Linked DNA regions of Sus scrofa: region 1 is linked to region 2. The links are chromatin contacts, called in public Hi-C maps. All regions are on one chromosome and are shown on one strand. Each heading gives the region's core, a stretch centred on a gene start, on an enhancer-like site or on the middle of the called end of the contact. The rest is flanking DNA. Distances are from core to core; before and after follow the strand shown.

Region 1 (4,743 bases), core at 1,150-3,649, 65 kb after region 2:
ATCCCATATACCGCAGGTGCAGCCCTAAAAAGACCAAAAAAAATTTTTTTTCCATTATCCCATAGTGATAGTAAAATTAAAAAAAAAAGAAAAATGAAAATCCCTTCTTTATAGAGGAACCCCAGCTAATAATCATAGAAAGGATAAAAGAAAGCAACTATTCTGCAACTCCTAGTGTAATAGTTGGTTCTAGCAAGTATTATCAATGGATGCTAAACTGTTGTGCAAAATATTTATAGGCAATAGAATATTCACAAGATCTCCAAGCATCACCCCAGAGATTACTTATTAATTACGAAGCAGGAAGTGTAGTTCTTTTTTTGTTGTTGTTGTTTTGTTTTTGTTTTTTGTCCTTTTAGGGCTACACCTACAGCATATGGGAGTTCTCAATCTAGGGGTTGAATAGGAGCTGCGGCTGCCAGCCTATGTCACAGCCACTGCAACGCTAGATCCGAGCCACATCTTCGACCTACACCACAGCTCACGGCAATGCTGGATCCTTAACCCACTGAGTGACGCCGGGGATTGAACCCACATCCTTGAGGATACTAGTTAGGTTCATTACCACCGAGCCACGACCGGAACTCCAGGAAATATAGCTTTTCAGGGAAGAGATCCAGCAATCTCCACTCTAACCAAGTGATCAGCATGAGGAATCTCCTGATGAGATTGTGTAAAAAGCCACAATATCACCTGTGTAGGTTTCTCACCAAAAAACATTGGGAGTTCCCATTGTGGCTCAGCAGATTAAGAAACCGATGTTATCTCCACGAGGATGCAGTTTGATCTCTGGCCTTGATCAGTGGGTTAAGGATCCAGTGTTGCTGCAAGCTGCCATGTAAGTCATGGATGCATCTGGGATCCAGTCTTGCTGTGGCTGTGGTGAAGGCTGGCAGCTGTAGTTCTGATTCAACCAGCCCAGGAACTTCCATATGCCTCAGGTGCGCCCATAAAAGGAAAACATTTTCTTTTCTTTTCTTTTTCCTTTTTTTTTTTGGTCCATGCACCCATGGTCAACTAATCTATGACAAAGGAGGCAAAAATATGCAATGGAGCTGTGGCTGTGGGGTAGGCTGGTAGCTGCAGCTCCAATTCAACCTGGGAACTTCCATATGCCGCAGGTGCGGCCATAAAAAAAAAAAATGCAATGGCAAAAAGACTGTCTCTTCAATAAATGGTGCTGGGAAAATTGGACAGCTACATGCAAAAGAAAGGAATTAGAATATTCTCTAACACCAAACACAAAAAATAAACTCAAAATGGATTTAAGACCTAAATGTAAGACCCGATATTATTAAAACCCTTAGCGGAAAACCCAGGCTGAACAGTCTCTAACAAAAGCCACAGCAATATCTTCTCAGATCCACCTCCTAGAGTAATAAAAATAAAAGCAAAAATAAACCAATGGGACCTAATTCAACTTAAAAGTCTTTACATAGCAAAGGAAACCATAAACAAAACGAAAAGATAACCCACAGAATGGAAGAAAATGCTTGCCAATGAAGGGGCTGGCAGAGGATTAATCTCCAAAATATATAAACACCAAAGTCTATCTTCTGTGTCTCATCTGGATTGGTTTTGATTAGCTGATGATTTTTCTCCTTTTTTTATGGATTATAGTATCTTGCTTCTTTGCATGCTGATAATTTTTATTGGAAATTATTAATTGTATCTTGATGGATACTGTGTTTTGGGGTGGGTTTTTTTGCTTTTTTTTAGGGCTGCAACCGTGGAATATGGAGGTTCCCAGGCTAGGGGTCCAATTGGAGCTGTAGCTGCTGGCCTACAGCAACGCCAGATCCGAGCCATGTCTGCAACCTACACCACAGCTCACAGCAACACCGGATCCTTAACCCACTGAGCAAGGCCAGGGATCAAACCCGCCACCTCTCGGTTCCTGGTCAGATTCGTTTCTGCTGCGCCACGATGGAAACCCAGTGCAGTGGAAACTCCAGATGCTATGAATTTTTGAATTCCTATAATATTCTTGAGCTTTAAAAAAAAATAGGAAAAGAGACAGGAAATCACTGAGGAAGAAAATTAGGTGAAGGAAAGGAGGTGATAAGGAGGAGTGTCCTGGGTAAACAAAGCAGGTGGAGAAGAAGAAGAAAAAGCAGGGTGAAGTCCTGGAAGCTCAAATAAGAAGCAATTGTCTCAAAAAGGACAGTGTTCAACAGTCTCATATGCTGCTGGGTTCCATAAGATGCCAACAGAAAAACCCAGCAAACAAACACAGACTTTGGCAAGATGTGGGTCATTGGTGACCCTGATGAAATAAACAGTGAGGACAAGCGTCTGATCGAAGTGGTTTGGGAAAAAGTTGGATTCGAGGAAGAGTGACATGAGGGCCAGAGGACAGAGGTGTGGGGCAAGAGCTGGACAGGGACGTGGGCTTGGAGCAGGTTTCTGTTTTGCTTAGATAGCATGAAGATAGTGGATGTGAATAGGTTTCCATGCCAGTGGAATGATCCAGTAGAACATGAAAAAGGGGAGATTGCAGGAGCAAAGGTGTTGAGAAGGTGAAAGGGGGTGGGACCCAGAGGACCAATGGAAGGACTGCCTCATCACTGACAGCAGTAGAGATGGTGGCAGCAACATTCAGCTTCTGGCATCAGGGGTGGCAACACTACCAGGGGTGATCTCCAGTTCCCAGGGCCCTCAGCAATGTCACTGCACACGTACCCCTCTGATGGCAGCAGAGGTGTCCTCTTCAGATTAGTTCTATGCCATAATTTTTTTTTTTCATTTATAGCCTCCCCAAGGCATATGAAGTTCTGGGGTCAGGATCAGATCCGAGCCCCAGTCATCGCACAAGCCACAGCTGCAGCAACGCTGGATCCCCAACCCACTGTGCTGGGCTGGGGATCGAACCTGCAATCTAGTGCTCCCAAGAGGCCACCGACCCCCTTGTACCACAGCAGGAACTCCGTGCTGTGCCTTAATTTTGATTGTGGTTCTCAACACATTACCTCACACCTGGTTCTCCAGCTCTCACAGCAACTCTTCTTTTCTTTTTTAAATGGCTGCACCTGCAGCATATGGACGTTCCCAGGCCAGGGTTTGAATCCAAGCTGCAGCTGCACCCTATGCCACGGCTGTGGCAATGCCAGATCCTTAACCCACAGTGCCAGGCTGGGGATCAAACTCACACTGCCACAGAGACTACGCAGAATCCTTAATCCACTGCACCACAGCTGGAATTCCTCTCCCAGCAACTCTTCGACCCAAGCAATGTCGCTGCAATGCAAATTATTTCATTTATAAAATAGTACACTAATTATCGCAAAACCATTGAGTTCATTTACAAATTAAGTGAACTAATTCGGTTTCCTATAACAAGGGGATTTTGTGGTCTAAATGGACAAATACAATCTGTCATAATAAATACATTTTACAACTTTTATGGTTACCCCAAGCCTTGTGGTTAAAGGTTACATTCCTATGAGATTAAACCGAAACAAAAATCTCTTGTGCTCTAATAGATGATTATCTCATGGAACATTTTTAGTTCCTTCTTTCTGAATACCAGTAAACACACTGAAAAAAACTGACATGACGATGACAAGGAAGCAGGCATGTATAGTTTAATCATCTTTGGTGACACCTGGCTAGTCCCTAAGAGTGTTTTTTCCTCCTTCTCTTGCTAAGACAGCAATAACCAGCACAACACCTGCATTCTCATATAATTTTAGCAAAAATATATTTCCTTTCTAGCCTCCTCTCAAATACCCTTGTGACCAACAGTTTCTTTTGATTTTTAACTAAGATTCAAGATTTGAGTCCTACAATAGAGTCTATGTTTCTAGCAATTGTACCTTTTGTATCTTTTTTTTTTGGTCTCATTGGATTGGTTAAAACCCTCAGATCATTATTAAGTGCAGAGGTGACATGATTTCGGTTGTTTTTTCAGTCGAATAGGTGACTAGTGTAAATTAATTCTCCAGCATAGCAAACTCTGGGAGGGAGTCAGATGAGAATCTGATGTATATACCTCAGTCTAATCTCTCATTTTACTTAACTTCAGGGGCCAGGGATCAAACCTGAACCATAGCTACAACCTGAGCCACGGCAGTGGCAATGCTGGAGCCTTAACCCATTGAGCCACCAGGGAACTCCTTATCTTTGCTGTTTATTTTTCCTTTTGCCTGTGGTAATCCCACTTTTGCTTCTCAGACCTCTTACATCAGTTTTTTTGTTAATTCTCATTTTGCAAATGAGGAATGGGAGCCTCTGAGAGTCTGAGTCTGTAGACACACAGCAAATTAGTGACTGCCAAGTTTACACTCAGATTTTTGCGGCAGCACATCCAAACCCTTTTCAGTATATTCCACAGCTGCTGGATTCTGTGAGTTTGGTTTCTATTCTAAATTAAGTTCCTAGAAGATAGTAATGTTATTTTTCCATGTTTATATAATGTAAATTACTTAGCCAATGAGGACAGACCTTCAATAAAATTCAATAATAAAATTAGTTAGGAAAAAGTTGGGTTTTGTTTTTGGTTTTTTTTTGGGGGGGTTTTGGTCTTTTGTCTTTATGGCCACACCTGAGGCATATGGAGGTTCCCAGGCTGGGGGTCTACTAGGAGCTGAAGCCGCTGGCCTATGCCACAGCCATAGCAACGAAAGATCCGAGTTGAGTCTTTGATCTACACCACAGCTCGTGGCAACGCTGGATCCTTAACCCACTGGGCGAAGCCAGGGATGGAATTCACATCCTCAAGGGTACTTGTGGTGTTCATCACTG
Region 2 (5,092 bases), core at 1,783-4,282:
TCACAGCAACGCTGGATCCTTAACCCACTGAGCAAGGCCAGGGATCGAACCTGCAACCTCATGTTCTAGTCGGATTCTTTAACCACCGAGCCACGACGGGAACTCCAAAATTTTAAATTTTTTAACTACTGCTGCTATAAACACATATTTCTTTCTTCTTTTTTTTTTTTTAGGGCCGCATCAGAGGCATATGGAAATTCCTGGGATAAGGGTCGAATCAGAGCTATAGCTGCCGGCCTGCACCACAGCCACACCAGCTCAGGATCCAAGCCACATCTGTGACCTACACCAGGGCTCATGACAGTGCCGGATCCTTAACCCACTGGTCAAAGCCAGGGATCGAACCCGCAACCTTATGGTTAGTGGTCAGATTTGTTTCCAATGCACCACAATGGGAACTCCCACATGTATCTTTTCAAGTTAGAGTTTATGATTTCTATTTCATCCCCCACCCCCCCCTTTTTTTTTTTTTTTTTTTTTTGCTTTTTAGGCCCATACTCATGGCATATGGAAGTTCCCAGGCTAGAGATCCAATCAGAGCTTAGCTGCCGGCCTACACCACAGCCACAGCAACGTGAGATCCCAGCCACATCTGTGACCTACACCACGGCTCAAGGCAACACTGGGTCCCCCACCCACTGAGTGAGGCCCGGGATGGAACCCATATCCTCATGGATACAAGGCGGATTGTTTCTGCCACGCCACAATAGGAACTCCTATTTCATTAATTTCTACTGTTATTTTATTTCTCCTATTTCCTTTTGGTGACTCTTTTTCTAGCTTCTGGAGATGAACACAAGTCATTTAGTTTCAATTTCTTATGTCTTTTAATATGTTAATAAATGCTTTTAAAGTCATCAGCTTACTTTCAAAGTATTGTTTTAGCTGCATCCTACAAGTATCTTCATTGTATTCTAAGCATTCTGCAATCTCCTTTATGATTTCCGCTTTAACTCATGAGTAATAGGAATGTATTCTTAGTTTCCAAACTTCTAAAAAATACTTACATTGTTTAAAATCTTTCAAAATGCATTAGGTAATCAGCTTGACTTTTTAAATATGTTGAGTCTTCCTTTGAGATACATGCAATTTTTTTTTTTTTTGGTCTTTTTAGAGCCACACCCGCAGCAAGTGGAAGCTCTCAGCTCCCACTGGAGCTGCAGCTGCCAGACTACAACACAGCCACAGCCACACAGGATCTGAGCGGCATTTGTGACCTACACCACAGCTTACAACACTAGATCTTTAAGCCACTGAGTGAGGCCAGGGAATGAATTCGTATCCTCATGGATACTGGTCAGGTTTATAACCCACTGAGCCACAATGGGAACTCCAAGGTGTGCTTTTTAAAAGATTTCCTGGTTTTCATGGTTGGTGGTGTTTCTTACACCCTACATAATTCCTCTATGTTTACTTTTCTTCTTGTGAATGTTATCTTTACTAGTTCTTCTGGTGATTTATGTTGAGTGATAAATGCTCTCAGTTTTTGAATGCCTGAAATATCTATTTTGTTCTCACTCATTAATAATTCAGCTACACATAAAATTTTAGGTTGACAACTGCTTTTTCTCTGCACTTTGAAGAGATGTCTCCTGGCATCTCTTCTGCTTATGTGGTATCTCCTATCAGCATAACTGCTGCTTCCCTCCGGCAGCTTTCAATATTTTCTTTTCATTCTTAATATTCCACAGTTTAAGACACATCAGAGTATGAATTTACTTTTTAAAAATTTTTTAATTGAAATGTAGTTGATTTACAATGTTGTGTCAGGTGTACAGAAAGGTGATTCAGTTATACATATATGTAGATGTATGTATTCTTTTTATATTACCTTCCAATATAGGTTATGAAGTTACTATTATTTATCCTACTTGGTACTCCGTGTTTACGTTGAGGACTCATTTCTGTTTCTTTGTTTTTTTGTGTTTTTCTTTTTCCCAGGGCAGCTACAGCGGCATATGGAGGTTCCCAGGCTAGGGGTCCAAACGGAGCTATAGCCGCAGGCCTATGCCAGAGCCACAGCAACTCGGGATCCAAGCCTCATCTGCGACCTACACCACAGCTCACGGCAATGCTGGATCCTTAACCCACTGAGCAAGGCAAGGGATTGAACCTGCAACCTCATGGTTCCTAGTCGGATTCACTAACCACCGAGCCACGATGGGAACTCCTCATTTCTGTTTCTTAATACCTGAAAAGTCTTTTATTACCTCCTCAGATATTCTCTACTAATGCCTCCATTCCTTCTCCTGGAATCCTTTTTAGATGTTTGCTGGAGACAATTCATCTTCCATGTCACCTGCTTATTGATATTTCTCTCTTTGTCTCACTGGGAAGGAGAACTTCTCAATATGGTTTTTAATTTACTAAAATCTCTTTGTCTATAGTTTCGACTATCTATTTACATTATTTCTCTTTATTTACTGTGTTTCCAAGATTTCTAATGTGTTTAATTTTTTAAATATATTCTAGTTTTATTTCCACATCTAAGCACAAACTTATGGCATCTGAACCACAAATTACTCCCTTTTTTTGTCTTTTTGTGTGTGTGTGTGTGTGTGTGTGTGTGTGTGTGCATCTTTTTAAGGCCTCACCCACAGCGTATGGAAGTTCCCAGACTAGGGATTTAATCGGAGTTGTAGCCACCAGCCTACATCACAGCCACAGCAATGCAGAATCCAAGCCTCGTCTGAGACCTACACCACAGCTCACAGCAACGCCAGATCCTTAACCCAATGATCGAGGTCAGGGATCGAACCAGTGTCCTCATGGATGCTAGTGGGGTTCATTAACTGCTGAGCCACAACAGGAACTCCCACAAATACCTTCTTAAATCCAGCTTTTAACTATTGAGGCCCTGGTTAGTGAGCATCAGAGCCTTACCTAAGTTATGACCATGTACAAAATCCTTTTGAGCACCACTAAAAAGGGTCTCTGTCTTCTGATGATTAACATGAGCTCAATTTCTACTATGCTTCAAACCGAAAACTCTGTGGCCTTTTGTTTGCTGCCTTGTGGAACAGGCTCTTACTCATTGCCCAAGACTGAGGATTTCCAAAACACTAACACTGACTCAGTGCCAAGTTGTACTGAAGTTGGTTAAAGGAGAAAGCTAAATCAAATACTTTTGTTAAAAGTTTAATCTCTTTTTCAAGTTCAACAGAAAAGCAACAAAACTTTTAAAAATATGTATAACATTCCCCGTTGAAGTTAGCTAGGAAAAGCATGACAGACACAGACAGCAGGAGGAGTCAACAGGTAATGATCTCTTTTGTTAGCACTCATTACTGTCTGCGCTTACAGTCCAGCTATTCTCCAAATACATGAAAACACAGCTATCACAACACCCAAGCAAAAGCTAGTCCTTCTGGGAAAAATACCGATGTTTAGACTTCTGGGGTTACTTTGACCTGCTTTGCTGAAAGATAAAACAAAGACTGCTGAACACATCAAAATTATGACTTTCTACTGTTATCACCTGTGACACTCACAGAAGGCTATATTTATCCTTCACGTAGTAATATAAGCTGTTTCTTTGAATCTGTTTCTTATTATGATATAGGCAAAAAGCCAAGCCAGAAATTAAATCAACATTTACCTTTTACACACTGCGCAATTTCTTTAGAAATGACACCAAAAGCTCTCCAAAAGGATCACATTATTCCTCTTGAAATTATGTAAAAAGTTGCCTCATCTGTTCTCAATGGCCAGCTTAGCTTCCCTGAGAACTTCAGATCTGTGTCTTTCCTAGTACACATACAGATTATTTACTGAGTCTAGATGTATTCAAGGCAACTTCAACATAACAAGTATGTTTCTGAACAAATCCACATTACAAGCTGCAATGAATAAGATATTTCAGAATGAGAGGTTCTTAGTCATTTTCATTTTTTCAGGATTTTACAGAAAAGTCGGTTTTATAATTTAAAAAACAAAGATATGGACAAAGAAAACCCTAATGGCTTTATTTGGGGATAGAGAAATCAGAAAGCAAATGAACAAATAAATTTTGGATAAGATAAACCTGAATTTATCATATAAGCAAAGACGAAAAGACTATCGAGAAGATGATCAGGTGACAGAATTACGAGTGTGAGAAGTGAAAAGAGGATGCCACCAGCCAGTATCGCAGTGAGCTGGTCATCAGAGGAAATACTGCCCTGATCTCTCTCTCTCACACACACACACACACACATAAAAGGTATTACAATCGTGCTTTCTGTAGTATAGCAGCACATATACTAACAACCACAAAAAATGGAATAATACAGAGAATTTTAGCACGGCCCCTGTGCAAGGATGACACGCAAATTCATGAAGCACTCCATAACTTTAAAAAAAAAAAGGTATTACACCCATTGTGACAAGAATATACACTGTACAGAGTTTAAAGTAGTATCTCCTCAATTCAAGGTGAAATTTTAAATGGGAGATGTTAACACATTCACAGGAACATATTAAGAACTGGACAGAACTTATTTCTCATGATACTTTCATCATACATTCGAATAACTGTGCAAAATGTATAATTATCTACTCCAGCAGACTATGCTTTCTTGAAGATAAAAAATTTAGCTCTTTCACCCCAACCTCCACATTGTCTTACAGAGTGCCACCATGCCTAGAGAGAACACCAGCCTTCCCATCTCCTAGTCAGCCTATGAAGGAACAAAATTAACAGGGAACAGCCCTCCGGCAACCCAGGAGAAAACAGAATCCCATCCCACACATGCTACAGTCAGTAAACCCTTCCAAGCCAAAAGCTGAGTTCTATGAGGCCTAGGAATCTTCCATCCTATAAAACAGTGGCTTTCAAACTGCTTTTACTACAGTTCACAGCAAAAAATATATTTTATCACACAATTCTGTACGTTCATATTCAACTATATTTACTTAATCTTATCAAGTGAATATTGTACTGTTATTTTACTCTTTTTTGGCGCGCCCCACCATGAGAAGTTCCCAGGCCAAGAACTGAACTGTGCCACAGCAATGACAAAGCCATATCTTTAACTGCTGAGCCCCGAAGGAACACTCTTCCATTTTATTTCTTTTTAAAAAACTTGATACAGCCCACTCAATTTTCTTATCC

The links. Hi-C and Micro-C count contacts between places; a contact is called where the count stands out from the background.
Region 1: a Hi-C map of liver shows a contact between it and region 2, with 4 times the contacts expected there. The contact joins two enhancer-like sites. A contact is called at or near these places in 1 of 5 promoter capture datasets (liver), 4 of 47 Hi-C or Micro-C datasets (embryonic fibroblasts, epiblast stem cells and liver) and 1 of 2 datasets of contacts at active chromatin or transcription factors (alveolar macrophages).

Annotation. Positions count from the first base shown.
Region 1 is chr12:51,737,577-51,742,319 of Sscrofa11.1, forward strand. All of the region lies in intron 2 of RABEP1 (rab GTPase-binding effector protein 1), which reads right to left. Among named protein-coding and RNA genes, the nearest start is that of SCIMP, 33 kb to the right of the region's middle. Within about 2 kb of position 2,400, at least 2 of the 83 cell types and tissues checked have an H3K27ac peak or open chromatin away from gene starts, as enhancers often do. A contact at or near this core is called in liver, where this site is marked.
Region 2 is chr12:51,671,474-51,676,565 of Sscrofa11.1, forward strand. The region is part of intron 3 of RABEP1 (rab GTPase-binding effector protein 1); the gene reads right to left. Among named protein-coding and RNA genes, the nearest start is that of SCIMP, 99 kb to the right of the region's middle. Within about 2 kb of position 3,033, at least 19 of the 83 cell types and tissues checked have an H3K27ac peak or open chromatin away from gene starts, as enhancers often do. A contact at or near this core is called in liver, where this site is marked.